Regions from separate parts of the Macaca mulatta genome. Here region 1 is linked to region 2. Evidence: chromatin contacts called from public Hi-C data. All regions are on one chromosome and are shown on one strand. Each heading gives the region's core, a stretch centred on a gene start, on an enhancer-like site or on the middle of the called end of the contact. The rest is flanking DNA. Distances are from core to core; before and after follow the strand shown.

Region 1 (6,873 bases), core at 3,102-5,601, 68 kb after region 2:
TACTATAACAAATGGTGATCATGTAAATTCTCAACTTTAACATGGTATTTACTTGCCCACATATCTCTCTTTTCCACCCAGGACCTTCCACCTTCTACTCTTCCCCATCTTCCCCCATTGTGCAGATGACACAGTTCTTTGTATACAGCCTTCACTAGAGCCCTTCCACCCCAGGAGGTGACCCAGAGGTCCTGAAATATTCTTCAGTGTAGGAATTCTTCATGCAGGACCTGGGAGCTGCTCTCATCCATTCATGCATTTATTTGTTTCCTTCCTCTTTCCCTCCTTTTTTTTCTTCTGACTATATGCCTGCTTTGTGCTAGGTTCCAGACTAGGCTCTGGGGACATAGAACTTGCCAATCAGGACATCCAGGTCCATGGGGAGAGAGCCATGTACTGCAAGCTTTGGCTATGTGTTTGTGGTTCCATTCAGACCCTATCGTGTGTGTACTTCGAGTGCTGCCAGTACCACACCACTATCTCCCTTTTCTCTCAAACTCAGAACTAGTTTCAGTGCCTCTCTTTTTCTTGCCTCTTACATCTAATCAGTGCCAGATTCTGTTAACTGTATCTTAGCTAGCATTATCATGTTTTTTCAAGTCCAGTACTTACGGCCCTGCCAGTGTCTTAGGTATACCCTAAAGATCCATGCAGGAGCCTCCCAGCTCTTTCCTTCCCTCTTACAGGGCCTCGAAGACTGAGTGCTGCCCATCCAGTATGTCCCATAGAGTTATGCGCCACAGCTCCACTGCTCACCTACCCTCCCTATTGCTGCCAGCGTCATCTGCCTTACAGTAAACTGTCCAGAAATCTTCAAATGTTCTGTTTTGCCCACAGAGAGGAAAAATCCAACCTGCTTTGGCCTCAAAGGTTCCTGCACCAGCCAGCCCCCAGCTTCCTTCTCAACCTTATTTTCTACTCTCTTCCCTACCTTCCCCAGGCCCATGCTTTAGCCAAACTGGGTAAACGATTCTTGTAGTTCCTGTAGCCCAGAATATACTCCTGCCTCCTCTATTCCCATAAATCTAATTCTTACCTATTCCTACAGAATCAGCTCATTTATCCCCACTTCCAAGAAGCCTTTCCTGATCGCTGCACTTGGACCTGGTCTCTCTCCTTCCTTAATGCATCTCTCATGACTCCTGTCCTGTCCCACTGGCGTAATGGCCATTTGCTTTCATACTTTCTCTCCAAAAAGGTTACCAGGTCCCTGCTTATTCTTTTTGGTCTTCTGTTTGGCACATGGTAGCAGACCAAATTCACAACGAATGCTTAATAAATATTTATTGGGTGAATAAATGAATAGTAAGTATTGGTAACACACTGTTGCTATATATATTTCTTTAGATTTGTTTTTCTCTCCCCTGTGTCCCAACTGGGGCCCCCTTAGCTTTCAATCTAACGACCCTTTCCAGACACAGTCTCTCCTCCTCCCTCCCTGTAGTCCCCTCCCAGCCACACTCTGCTGCAGGTGAGAGAAGCAGGTGCCTGACCTGACCCTCAATGACCTCTTTCCTCCCCTCTCTCTAAATACAGGCTCAGAGGAGGAACTCGAGGAGCTGTGTGAACAGGCTGTGTGAGATGCTCAGGCCTAGCTCCAACCAAGAGTGCGCTCCAGATGCGTTTGGGCCCTACCTGGCACAGAGTCCTGCTCCCAGGAGAAGAAAGGACCACAGCAAACACCATTCTTTTTGCCATACTTCCTAGAAGCACTGGAAGAGGACTGGTGATGATGGAGGGCGGGAGGGTACCGTTTCCTGCTCCAGCTCCAGACCTTGTCTGCAGAACACATCTGCAGTGCAGCAAATCCATGTCCAGCCAGGCAACCAGCTGCTGCCTGTGGCGTGTATGCGCTGGATCCCTTGAAGGCAGAAAGCTAGCTATGGGTAGCCAGGTGTTACAAAGGTGCTGCTCCTTCCCCGAACCCTACTTGGTCTCCCTCACCCCAGGCCTCATGTTCATACCAGCCAGTGGGTTCAGCAGAACTCATGACACCTTATCACCTCCCTCCTCGGGTGAACTCTGCACACCAGCTTTGGCCCCTCCACAGTAAGGCTGCTACATCATGGGCAACCCTGGTTCTATCATTTTCCTTTTTGCCAAAAGGACCAGGACCATAGGTGAGCCCTGAGCACTAAAAGGAGGGGTCCCTGAAACTTTCCCACTATAGTGTGGAGTTCTATCCCTGAGGTGGGTACAGCAGCCTTGGTTCCTCTGGGGGTTGAGAGTAAGAACAGTTGGGAGGGGAAAACTCCTCCTTGAAGATTTCCTGTCTCAGAGTCCCAGAGCAGGTGGAAAGGAGAAATTTCTGCTGGACTTCCTCTGGGCAGAGGAAGGATGGAATGAAGGTAGAAAAGGCAGAATTACACCTGAGCGGGGACAACAAAGAGTTCTTCTCTGGGAGAAGTTTTGTCTCAGAGCAAGGATGGAGAATGGGGACAACAAAGGAAAAGTAAAGTATGACCCTTGGGTTTGGACAGCCTAGAGGCCCAGCTCCCCAGTATAAGCCATATAGGCCAGGGACCCACAGGAGAGTGGATTAGAGCACAAGTCTGGCCTAGGCCACTTACAGAGTGGACAAGAGCTGAGGGGCCTCCTCAGGGTGACATTCACCCCAGGGCAGCCTGACCACTGTTGGACCCTCAGGCATTATCCCATTTGGAATGTGAATATGGGGGCAAAGTGGGCACAGGACCCCACCTGGGAACCTTCTTCCCTCAGTTAGTGGGGAGACTAGCACCTAGGCACCCACATGGGTATTTATATCTGAACCAGACAGACGCTTGAATCAGGCACTATGTTGAGAAATGTATTTATTTGCTAATATATTTATCCACAAATGTGGTCTGGTCTTGTGGTTTTCTTCTGTCATGACTGTCACTCAGGGTAACAACTTCATCTCTTTCTACATCAAGAGAAATAAATTATTTCTGTTATGAGAGGCTAGGCTCCGATTTATGAAAGGATAGGGTAGAGTAGAGGGCTTGGCAATAAGAACTGGTTTGTAAGCCCCTAAAAGTGTGACTTAGTGAGATCAGGGAAGGAGAAAGCATGACTTGATTCTCACTGTGATTCAGTCATAATTATACTGTTCACTTCACACATTATGATGCTTCAGTGACTTAGACCTTGGGCAAATACTCTGTGCCTCGCTTTTTCAGTCCATAAAATGGGCCTACTTCATGGTTGTTGCAGGACTTACATGAGATAATCGAGTATAGAAAACATGTTCCAAAGTGTAAAGTTTTATTCAGTGATAGAAAACATCCAAACCTGTCACAGAGCCCATCTGAACACAGCATGGGACCGGCAACAAGAAGCAAGCCTGCCCGGAAGCAGCTCAGTTTCAATCAGGAGGCTGGGCTGGAAGGATAGAACAGCGGGGCCTAAAACTATTTATATCCCAAAGCTCCTCTCAGATAAACACAAATGACTGCGTTCTGCCTGCACTCGGGCTATGGCGAGGACAGAGAGAGCTGGTGCTCTGCTGGCATGAAGTCCCCAGGGCCAGAAGGGGCCTCTGTCGCTTCCTCACACGGCACAAGTTCCCGTTCTGCTTCCCCGAGAAAGGTTTGGTAGGGGTGGTGGTTTGGTGCCTGTAGAACAAGGCATTTCGCTTCCTATACGGTGAAATGAAAGGGAAAAAAAGGACACCTAATCTCCTACAAATGTTCTTTAGTAAAGGAACCGTGTCTAAGTGCTAAGAACTGCGCAAAGTATAAATTATCAGCCGGAACGAGCAAACAGACGGAGTTTTAAAAGATAAATACGCATGTTTTCCGCCGTAGCTCGCAGGCCAGCATTCCTGTGGGAAGCAAGTGGAAACCCTATAGGGCTCTGGCAGTTAGGAAGGAGGGGTGGGGCTGTCCCTGGATTTGTTACGGGTCTCTGCAGAGATAATCCAGAGGGAGACAGTGGATTCACTGCTCCCAGTGCTTCTAAAACGGGAAGACAAAACAAAACAAAACAAAACAAAAAACTTCGGGTTACCATCGGGAACGGGACCAGCGCCGCAGTGCCAGCAGCCCAGATCAAACGGCCCGCGTCGCGTCGCTGAGGCTCAAGCCGACGAACTCCCGCGCAAGCGCAGCCACCCACCCCGCCCCGCCCCGCCCCTCGGGGGCCCGCTAACTACCCTACACAGCCTCCGCCGCGCCCTTGGCGGCCTCAGGTGGCGGGGACGCGCCCCAGCCCAGGTGGCGGCCAACCGCCCCGCCTCCCCGCCTGCCGGTGGGAGAAACCATCTCCTCTGGCGGGGGTAGGGGCGGAGCAGGCGCCCGCCCACACCGGAAGAGGAAGTCTGAGCGCCAGAAGTGGCGGGCATTCTGGGTAACGAGCTATTTACTTCCTGCGGGTGCGCAGCCTGTGGCAGTGTATCTCACTGTTGCTCTTCCCATCGGAGAAGATGGCCCTGGAGACAGTGCCGAAGGACCTGCGGCATCTGCGGGCCTGTTTGCTGTGTTCGCTGGTCAAGGTGTCAGTCGGGGACTTGGTTGTAGGGACCATGGGGGACCAAGGTCGGGGAAAGAGGGCGGAACCGGGCTGTGGGACAGTAAAGTGAAAAGTAAGGCCCAGGACTCAGAGGTGGCAGGGGGAGTGAGAAGCCGAAGGAGGCCATCGTTTACCTCGTAGGATCGCGGGCAGGTCTTGCAGCTGAGGGCACGGGGGGGTCTTACATGCCTTTGAATCCTCAGCTCTTAGACATTTGGTGAACTTACGTTGGAGCCGAAAGACGCTGGGAGTCAGAGGCGGGTGGGGATTCGCAGCTGAGTGAGTAGTCGGAAAGGGTGCCTGACCGTGAGCAGAGTAGAGAAAGGAATAGATAAAACGGAATTGGGAACAAGAGAGGACGGAGTGGGAGGGTGGGACTTAGGAATGGAGCTTTGAAAGTAGTAGGTGGGGAACCTTGGGAGACAAAGTCAACATAGGGAAACAAGAAACTGAGCAGGTCGAAGTATTGAGAAAGCTACTTTGTCTCTTGGTCTTGTTCATGCTTATCTCTCCTTTTCCTTTATTTTTCTTCACTCCTAGACTATAGACCAGTTTGAATATGATGGTTGTGACAATTGTGATGCATATCTACAAATGAAGGGTAACCGAGAGATGGTATATGACTGCACCAGCTCTTCCTTTGATGGGTAAGCCGCTTCAGATTCCGTCATTCCCTTCTGCATTACCCAACCCGCACCCAGAGAAGTAAATGCAGGGCAAGTGTTAATCCTAGTTGGTCCCAGCCGTTCGTTTTTGGGGGTTATCTTGTGTGGGGGTTTTTTTTTTTTTTTTTGAGTCAGGGTTTTGCCCTGTGGCTCAGGCTGGAGTACAGTGGCATGATCATGGCTCACTGCAGCGTGGAACGATCCTCCCACTTCAACCTCCCAAAGTGCTGGGATTATAGGTGTAAGCCACTGTGTCCAGCCTCAACAGTTATTTTGAGACATACTAGTGCTAGGCATCTAATACAGTAACCACTAGCCACATGTAGCTACTGAGCACTTGAAATGTGTCTAGTCCAAATTAAGACATGCTTTTAAGTATAAAATACACCCCATATTTCAAAGACTTAACATGAGAAGAAAGAATGTAATCTTAATAATGTTTGTTAAATGCATGAAAATTTCTTTTGAAAATGAAGGGAAGGGAGGTATAGTAATGGTAGATCATTGCCCAAAAGCTGTTGCTTTTTTGGGGGGGGGACAGACTTTTCGCTCCTGTCACTCAGGCTGGAGTGCAAAGACGCAATCTTGGCTCACTGCAACCTCTGCCTCCTGGGTTCAAGCAATTCTCCTGCTTCAGCCTCCTGAGTAGCTGGGATTACAGGCGCCCGCCATCATGCCCAGCTAATTTTTGTATTTTTAGTAGAGATGGAGTTTCACCATGTTGGCCAGACTGATCTCAAACTCCTGATCTCAGGTGATCTGCCCACCTGGGCCTCTCATAGTGCTGGGATTACATGTGTGAGTCACCACGCCCAGCCCATTTTAGTCATTTTACTTATTTATTTATTTGAGATGGAGGCTCGCTCTGTCGCCCAGGCTGGAGTGCAGTGGCACAATCTCAGCTCACTGCAACTCCACCTCTCAGGTTCAAGCAGTTCTCTGCCTCAGCCTCCTGAGTAGCTGGGATTACAGGTGCCTGCCACCACACCCAGCTAATTTTTGTATTTTTAGTAGAGACGGGGTTTCACCATGATGGTCAGACTGGTCTTGAACTCCTGACCTCATGATCCACTCACCTCGGCCTCCCAAAGTGCTGGGATTACAGGAGTGAGCCACTGCACCCGGCTGCATTGGCGTGGTTTCAGCTCACTACAACCTCCACCTCCCAGGTTCAAGCGATTCTCCTGCCTCAGCCTCCTGAGTAGCTGGGATTACAGGCACCCACACCATGCCCAGCTAATTTTTATCCTTTTTCAGTAGGGATGGGGTTTTGCCATGTTGGCCAGGCTGGTCTCGAACTCCTGACCTTAGGTGATTCTCCTGTCTCAGCCTCCCAAAGTGCTGGGATTACAGGCGTGAGCCACTGTGCCCGGCTGCCATTTCTAAATACACATTTCAGTGACATTAGTGCATACTCGTTGTGCAGCCATCACCACCATCCATCTCCAGAACTTTTTTCATCTGTACCCATTAAACACTAGCTCCTCATTCTCTCCTCCCTCTGATCCCTCACAACCGCCATGCTTTGTCTTTATGAATTTGGCCACCTTAGGCACCCTTAGGTACCTATGGGCTCATTCAGTAGCATTTTGTAGCTTCTTTCACTTAGCATAATGTCTTCAAGGTTCATTCATATCATAGCATGCAACAGAATTTCCCTCCTTTTTTTGAGCTGAATAATATTCTCTTGTATGTGTATAGCATGTTCTGTTGCCCA
Region 2 (6,797 bases), core at 1,909-4,408:
TCATTTCCAAATCTCAGAGTTTCCTCAAGAGAGGGCAACCACATTTGTATCTGTCTTCTTTCTGTCAATTAAGTGTGTGTGTTAATTACTAGGGCTAGGTCTCTTCATTCCTTTGCACATTTTAAGCAGGAATAGATGAGGCAAAGCCCATTTGTAGGTTTTTTTTTTTTGTTTAGTTTAACTTTAAAGGTATTTTTGCATATATCATGTATAACAATGTATATGTTGCATTATTTATGCTATACAATTACATGGCATACACAGAATAAAATCGTAAACCATGACAGATTTCAAAAAATTATCTCCAGCAGAATTAGAACTCTTCCTATCTTTTAGGAAAGGAGCCACAAAGGGTTTATATAGTTGGCCTTCCATATCAGTGGGTTCCACATCCATGGTTTCAGTTAACCTCAGATTGAAAAAGTTTGGGAAAAAAGATTCCAAAAGTTCCGAAAAGCAAAACTTGAATATGCCACAGGCCATACACTTTAAATCCATGAGAATTAAGGAATGTATAAGCATTGTTTTAGGTATTACAAGTAATCCAGAGATGATTTAAAGTATACAGGAGGATGTGCATAGGTAACATGCAAATACTAAGCCATTTTAATAAAGGCCATGAGCATCCTTGGATTTTGGTACTCACTGGGTACTAGAACCAGTCTTCCATGGATACCAAGGGATTACTGTAGTACCTGCATTCTATTCCTTTTTTTTTTTTTTTTTTTTTTTTTTGAGGCAAAGTCTTGCTCTGTCGCCCAGACTGGAGTGCAGTGGCACCATCTCAGCTCATTGCAACCTCCACCTCCCAGGTTCAAGAGAATCTCCCACCTCAGCATCCCAAGTAGCTGGGATTATAGGGGCATGCCACTGATGCCCGGCTAATTTTTTGTATTTTTAGTAGAGATGGGGTTTCGTCATGTTGGCCAGGCTGGTCTCGAACTCTCAAGTGATTCACCCACCTCGGCCTCCCAAAGTACTGGGATTACAGGCGTGAGCCACCATGCCCAGCCAGCTGTACCTGCATTATATTCTTAAAGTCCAAACAAGACAGAAAAAGTGCTACATTAAGAATTTATTTTAGGCCTGGCATGGTGGGTCATGCCTGTAATCCCAGCACTTTAGGAGGCCTAGATGGGAGGATTGCTAGGGCCCTGGAGTTCAAGTTCAACCTGGGCAACATAGGGAGACTCCATCCCTACAAAAACGTTCGTTTTATTTTATTTTATTTTATTTTATTTTATTTTATTTATTTATTTATTTATTGAGATGGAGTTTCGCTCTTGTTGCCCAGGCTGGAGTGCAATGGCACAATCTCAGCTCACCGCAACCTCTACCTCCCAGGTTCAAGCAATTCTCCTGCCTCAGCTTCCCAAGTAACTGGAATTACAGGCATGCGCCACCATGCCAGGCTAATTTTTTTTTTTTATTTTTCGGGTTTCTCCATGTTGGTCAGGCTGGTCTCAAATTCCCGACCTCAGGTGATCCCCAAACTCGGCCTCCCAAAGTGCTGGGATTATAGGCGTGAGTCACCATTCCTGGCCCAACAAAAAATTTTTTAAAATTTGCAGGGTGTTGGCTGGGCATGGTGGATCACGCCTGTAATCCCAGCACTTTGGGAGGCTGAGGTGAGTGGATCACAAGGTCAGAAGATCAAGACCATCCTGGCTAACACGGTGAAACACCGTCTCTACTAAAAATACAAAAAATCAGCTGGGCGTGGTGGCAGGCGCCTGCAGTCCCAGCTACTTGGGAGGCTGAGGCAGGAGAATGGTGTGAACCCGGGAGGCGGAGCTTGCAGTGAGCCAAGATAGCGCTACTGCACTCCAGCCTGGGCAAAAGAGCAAGACTCTGTCTCAAAAAAAAAAAAAAAAGAAGAAACAGTTTGCAGGGTGTGGTGGCACGCACCTGTGGTCCCAGCTACTCTGGAGGCTGAGGTGGGAAGCCATGAAGGTCAAGGCTGCAGTGAGCCATGATGGCACAACTGTGCTCCAGCGTGGGTGACATAAGACCCTGTTTCAAACAACAAAAATAAACAAAAAAATTATTTTCAAATTTGTCTTTGATCTTGGTTAGTTATTAGGTCTGAAATTCTGAAACTACTCTCATAAACCTTATCTACAGGGAAAACAATGTTGAAGGTCAGTAGACTACTCATCCTTTTTGCTTTCAGAGGCATTATGTCATTTAATCTTTACAACAGACCTATCGTAATTATTATCATCGGCATTTTACAGATGATCAGAGATTCATTTGTACATGAGGTAAGAAACACGTAAAATTTACTACCATAACCATTTTTAAGTGTACAGTTCACTAGATTTAACTATATCCACATTGTTGTTCATTTGTATAATTTTGAAAGTTTATGGCAGCAGTTCAGAAATAAAATGTCTCACCACGTCAAATATAATCTGGTAATTTGAAACTTCAAATGTTATAAATGTATTAGAAACTGTTGTATTATTTCTAGTGGCAAGGTAGTAATAAGGATTGTAGTTCATGAATGTGGTAATTAGCCACAAATTCATTTTCTTTTTGCCTATGCTTTTCTCATTAATCATATTTTACCCTTTTGCTTGTATTTATGACATGGACTTATTTGGAGTCTTACATTGAAGGCATAGGTCTGATCCATAGTATTATTTCACCTCTCAAAGATTGAAAAGAATGTAACAGTTGGATTCCAGACCTCTGATATGACCCTGATTTGAAAGTTCCATATAGGCACAGTTTAGACAGAGCTACTGAATTTAAATTAGTAAGAGCTGAAGAAAAGCTAAGCATAAAATGGACAGAGCCCTTCCCAGGGTAGCAGACATAAGTAGCAGTAAATCAGTAAGTACTAAAGCACAGGATCACTTCATTCTGGCTTTCTGCCATTTATAGACACTCAAACTTGGAATGAGCAGAAATCCTTTTGAATTTATATTTGCAAAACCTTGTGTCCATTCTTTTCTGGATTACCTTTATTTTTTTCTGTTTATTTCCTCATACCATCATCTATGCTCTGTTGGGTGCAGAGTCTGCTTAGATATGTTTGAGTGGCCCTGATTTGCATGTGGTAGCTTGCGTACCAGAGAGAGGTACTGGGGATCAAATTGGATGCAGTTTAGCTGTGGCTCAATAGAGGGAGTAGAGGAGCTGAGGGAGGGGAGAGAGCAAAAGAACATGTCTGGTTAAGTAAGTGTTGTGTGTGCGCACCAGGAGGAGGGGGGCAGGGTGGGGGGTGGTTGCCTCTAGCAGCTCCACCCTCACTTTGTCAGCAGGTAGAGAGCGTGATTGCTGTCCCAGGGGAGGGAGTCAGAGCTAGAACACCAATTACAAACCACAGGCTTCCTGCTCTAGGGAGTTGATCCAGAATTGTCTTTCTGAAAGGAAGCACTCGAATCCTTCCGAACTTTCCAAGTCCATCCATGATTCAGAGATACTGCCTTCTCTCTCTGGGATTTTCTGTGTTTCTGATAGTGAATTGTTGATGTATTTGCTACTTTGCTCCTTTTCTCTTTCAAGACTTGGTCATTTTATATGCTGTTTGGAGAAAAAAAGAACTTTTATTAGAAAGGAGGTTTCAGAAATGATTTTGGATTTTCTGTAAGTGTTTAATCTAGTTCTTGGGGACAGCATCTCTCATCCTGGAGTAAATTTCTGCCTTTGACCTGCATGGATTATTTTTTCAGGCTGCGGAATTTCTCGGCACCTACCTGTAGTATGGGGCACTTTGTTTGGTTGCAGAGTAAGAAGGTGGAAGAATGAGCTGTACTTGGTTAAGCAGTTGAAACCTTTTTTGAGCAGGATCTGTAAAAGCATAATTGAATTTGTTTCACCCCCGTGGATTCCAGTGGGCCCGACAGCGCAACAGGTTTGCAGATTTCTTTTGAAATTCTTTTTTTCTCCCCTCCCTCTGCCTCAGCAAAAGAAACGAATCTATATAACAGGTTCATGTTGTTCAATTGCTTGGCTTTTCAGCACTTGTTCTGAAGACTTTATAATATTTTTAAACTTGACCTTGGAACACAGAGGGCTTTGTGGGTGAAGTGTATTTCTATTTACTTAAGGGTGCACATTTTAAAAATCTTATTCTGTGTTTGTACAAAGACCCAAATTTTCATAGTGCCTGGAAATAGCACAGATTTATTCTACTCAAGCTTATTTGTATTTTTTCAGGGTATTCTACCTAGAGCCTGTGGTTAATCGCCTCCCTGCTCTCCCTACCTTTTATTCCCCACCCCCTCAAGGAAAACATGTTAGGAATAGTCCTTTGTTTTTCTTATGAACCTAGAAAATTACAGATCATAAAATCTGGATATTAAAGTAGTTTCCAAAAGCATCTCATGGGAAATCAAAGTGTTCGGCATTTCCGAGCTGGAGAATAAAATCAAGAATCCTTAAGAGAGAAAAGAAAACGGAGATAGAAATATGAATTTTAACTGGAAAAATAATTGGAAAGCTAACCTTTTCAAATACTCTAATTATGAAAGTTGGAAAAGGTTGTGATGCCCAGGATTATCCTGTAATGTGTGAAGATACATAAATTAGCACCTAATTTATAGGCAAATTTTGGTAAAACATAAAAAATTATGGTATGTCTAAGTTCATGAAAAGTATGTAAATGCAGTGGGCCTAGAACCCTGGCTACACCGAAATACAGTTTAATGTGGAAATTTTTCTAATACATGTTGTAGCATCTTTGGACATCAACGTGTGGCCTGAAATTTTTATTGTTCCCTCTTCTCCTCCATTAAAAAAAAAAAAATCTCCTTGTGGTTTTTAGTCATTTACCATTGACACATATTATGGCTTAAAAAGGGCCATCTCTTCCTTTTCTGAGCTGGAGTTCTTCACTCTCACCTTTGATGCATGGCCGTAGCTGTTTACTTTGCCTTGTTTTGTTCATGAACATTGGGTTTAGTGCCTGGCAACTTGATGCATATGGAAGAGCAATGCCAAGTGATCTGACATAATACAAATTCACGATGTGACATTCAATCACGAGCAAAGTTGGAAATTCCAAAGAAAAGTGGTGAGATCTTTACTAGTCACAGTGAAGATGGGAGAAAATGACATACCTGCCGCAGATGTGGGCTGAAAATATCCTCTTCTCTGCCCAATCAGGAATGCCACCTGCTCTTGGGAATAAACTTTAGAGAAAGGAAGGGCCAAAACTACGACTTGGCTTTCTGAAACTGAAGCATAAATGTTCTTTTCCTCCATTTGTCTGGATCTGAGAACCTGCATTTGGTATTAGCTAGTGGAAGCAGTATGTATGGTTGAAGTGCATTGCTGCAGCTGGTAGCATGAGTGGTGGCCACCAGCTGCAGCTGGCTGCCCTCTGGCCCTGGCTGCTGATGGCTACCCTGCAGGCAGGCTTTGGACGCACAGGACTGGTGCTGGCAGCAGCGGTGGAGTCTGAAAGATCAGCAGAACAGAAAGCTATTATCAGAGTGATCCCCTTGAAAATGGACCCCACAGGAAAACTGAATCTCACTTTGGAAGGTGTGTTTGCTGGTGTTGCTGAAATAACTCCAGCAGAAGGAAAATTAATGCAGGCAAGTATAACTTTATTATATTTCACTTTCCATCTGTTTGAAATATGCCTTTCTTCTTTTGTCTCCCAAATGAAATACCATACATGGGCTTCTACTGCTTAGCTTTCTATTTCATAGAAAGAGTAGATACTGCCTTATTGGCATTCTAAAGCAAATTCTTATTTTATACTCTGGAAGAAATACATAAATCCTATATTTTAGAAGATTATCTGCTTATTTTTAACTGGTATTGCATAACTACTTAGATACACATAATACCTTTTTTTAAGTGATATATTCTGGGCTCTAATTTTTGATAGATGAAGTATATGAGCTTGTATTTAATTGACGTGAGGATTGTACTTTACATCCTGTTTAAATTGAAGTAAGCACTAAGAAGGTTGATTTTAATGGTCAGCAGCACCTGAAATTCTGGAATGCCCTTGGAGCATATTTGATTACTGTGTCACTTTTAAAATTCAGTCAAGCTTGAATGCTATGGCTGGCCTTACACCACGTGTGGCACCCTATTGCTAAGCCCAAAATGGAGAGGATTGGATTACAAAATGGACACAAGGTGTAAACCTGCCTCCTGATCACTTTGGCCTCATCCACACATAATTTTATCATTTTCAAGAATTTAAATTTAACATATTTTTTACTGATCTGCCAAGTTTTTCAGACACAAATTCTTAGGCTTTCAGGCTGTGAATGTTGCCTGTAACTCATTCATACATGAAATGACTGGGGCCATAGCATTTCATAGACCAATTGCTCATTCCCCATAGTAAAGACAGAACCTAGAGGGCTGTACCTTTTTAATGGTCTTTCCACTGTCTTACTCCATAAAATGATGTTGCTTATTGATTGAAATTTATCATATAAAAGAACAATTCTTGCTGTAGCTACTGGACACAGGTTAAAATATTCTTAAATGTGATCCATCTTAGCATCCAAACTCAAATTTTAATTTTGTGATATGAACAGACTATGAACAGAACCAATTTATTGTATGAATTTTAATTTTTGTCTACTTAGAGAAGATAGGAAAATTTAACAAATTATAGAACTTATTCCCAAACATGTATTCTTTAATATATGGTTTAGTGTTTATTCATTATCACTTCTTAGGCAATATTTTGAAGCTGGGATAAATGAAGTAGAAGGAGAATTAGGTGAAAATGGAAGGCTTTGCTATTTAGAAAAATAGGAAAGAAGAGTATATCTGGAAAAATGGCATAAGATTTTTTTGAATAAGATAACTTGGAC

Evidence for each region. A called contact is a pair of places that touch in the nucleus more often than the background predicts.
Region 1: a Hi-C map of cortical neurons shows a contact between it and region 2, with 2.6 times the contacts expected there. The contact joins the promoter of SUPT4H1 here to the promoter of RNF43 in region 2. A contact is called at or near these places in 3 of 14 Hi-C or Micro-C datasets (blood, cortical neurons and liver).

The regions. Positions count from the first base shown.
Region 1 is chr16:51,631,327-51,638,199 of T2T-MMU8v2.0, forward strand. SUPT4H1 (SPT4 homolog, DSIF elongation factor subunit) reads left to right here and starts at 4,352. Exons shown (of 5, transcript NM_001260659.1): 1 at 4,352-4,474; 2 at 5,032-5,138. The coding sequence starts at 4,406. The region is part of intron 1 of LOC106993976 (a long non-coding RNA gene); the gene reads right to left. It overlaps RNF43 (ring finger protein 43), which reads left to right. Exons shown (of 10, transcript XM_077970954.1): 10 at 1,537-2,840. The coding sequence ends at 1,580.
Region 2 is chr16:51,564,640-51,571,436 of T2T-MMU8v2.0, forward strand. It overlaps RNF43 (ring finger protein 43), which reads left to right and starts at 3,159. Exons shown (of 10, transcript XM_077970954.1): 1 at 3,159-3,183; 2 at 3,681-3,862. It overlaps LOC106993976 (a long non-coding RNA gene), which reads right to left. Exons shown (of 6, transcript XR_013406447.1): 4 at 5,070-5,409; 5 at 3,705-3,798; 6 at 2,161-3,531.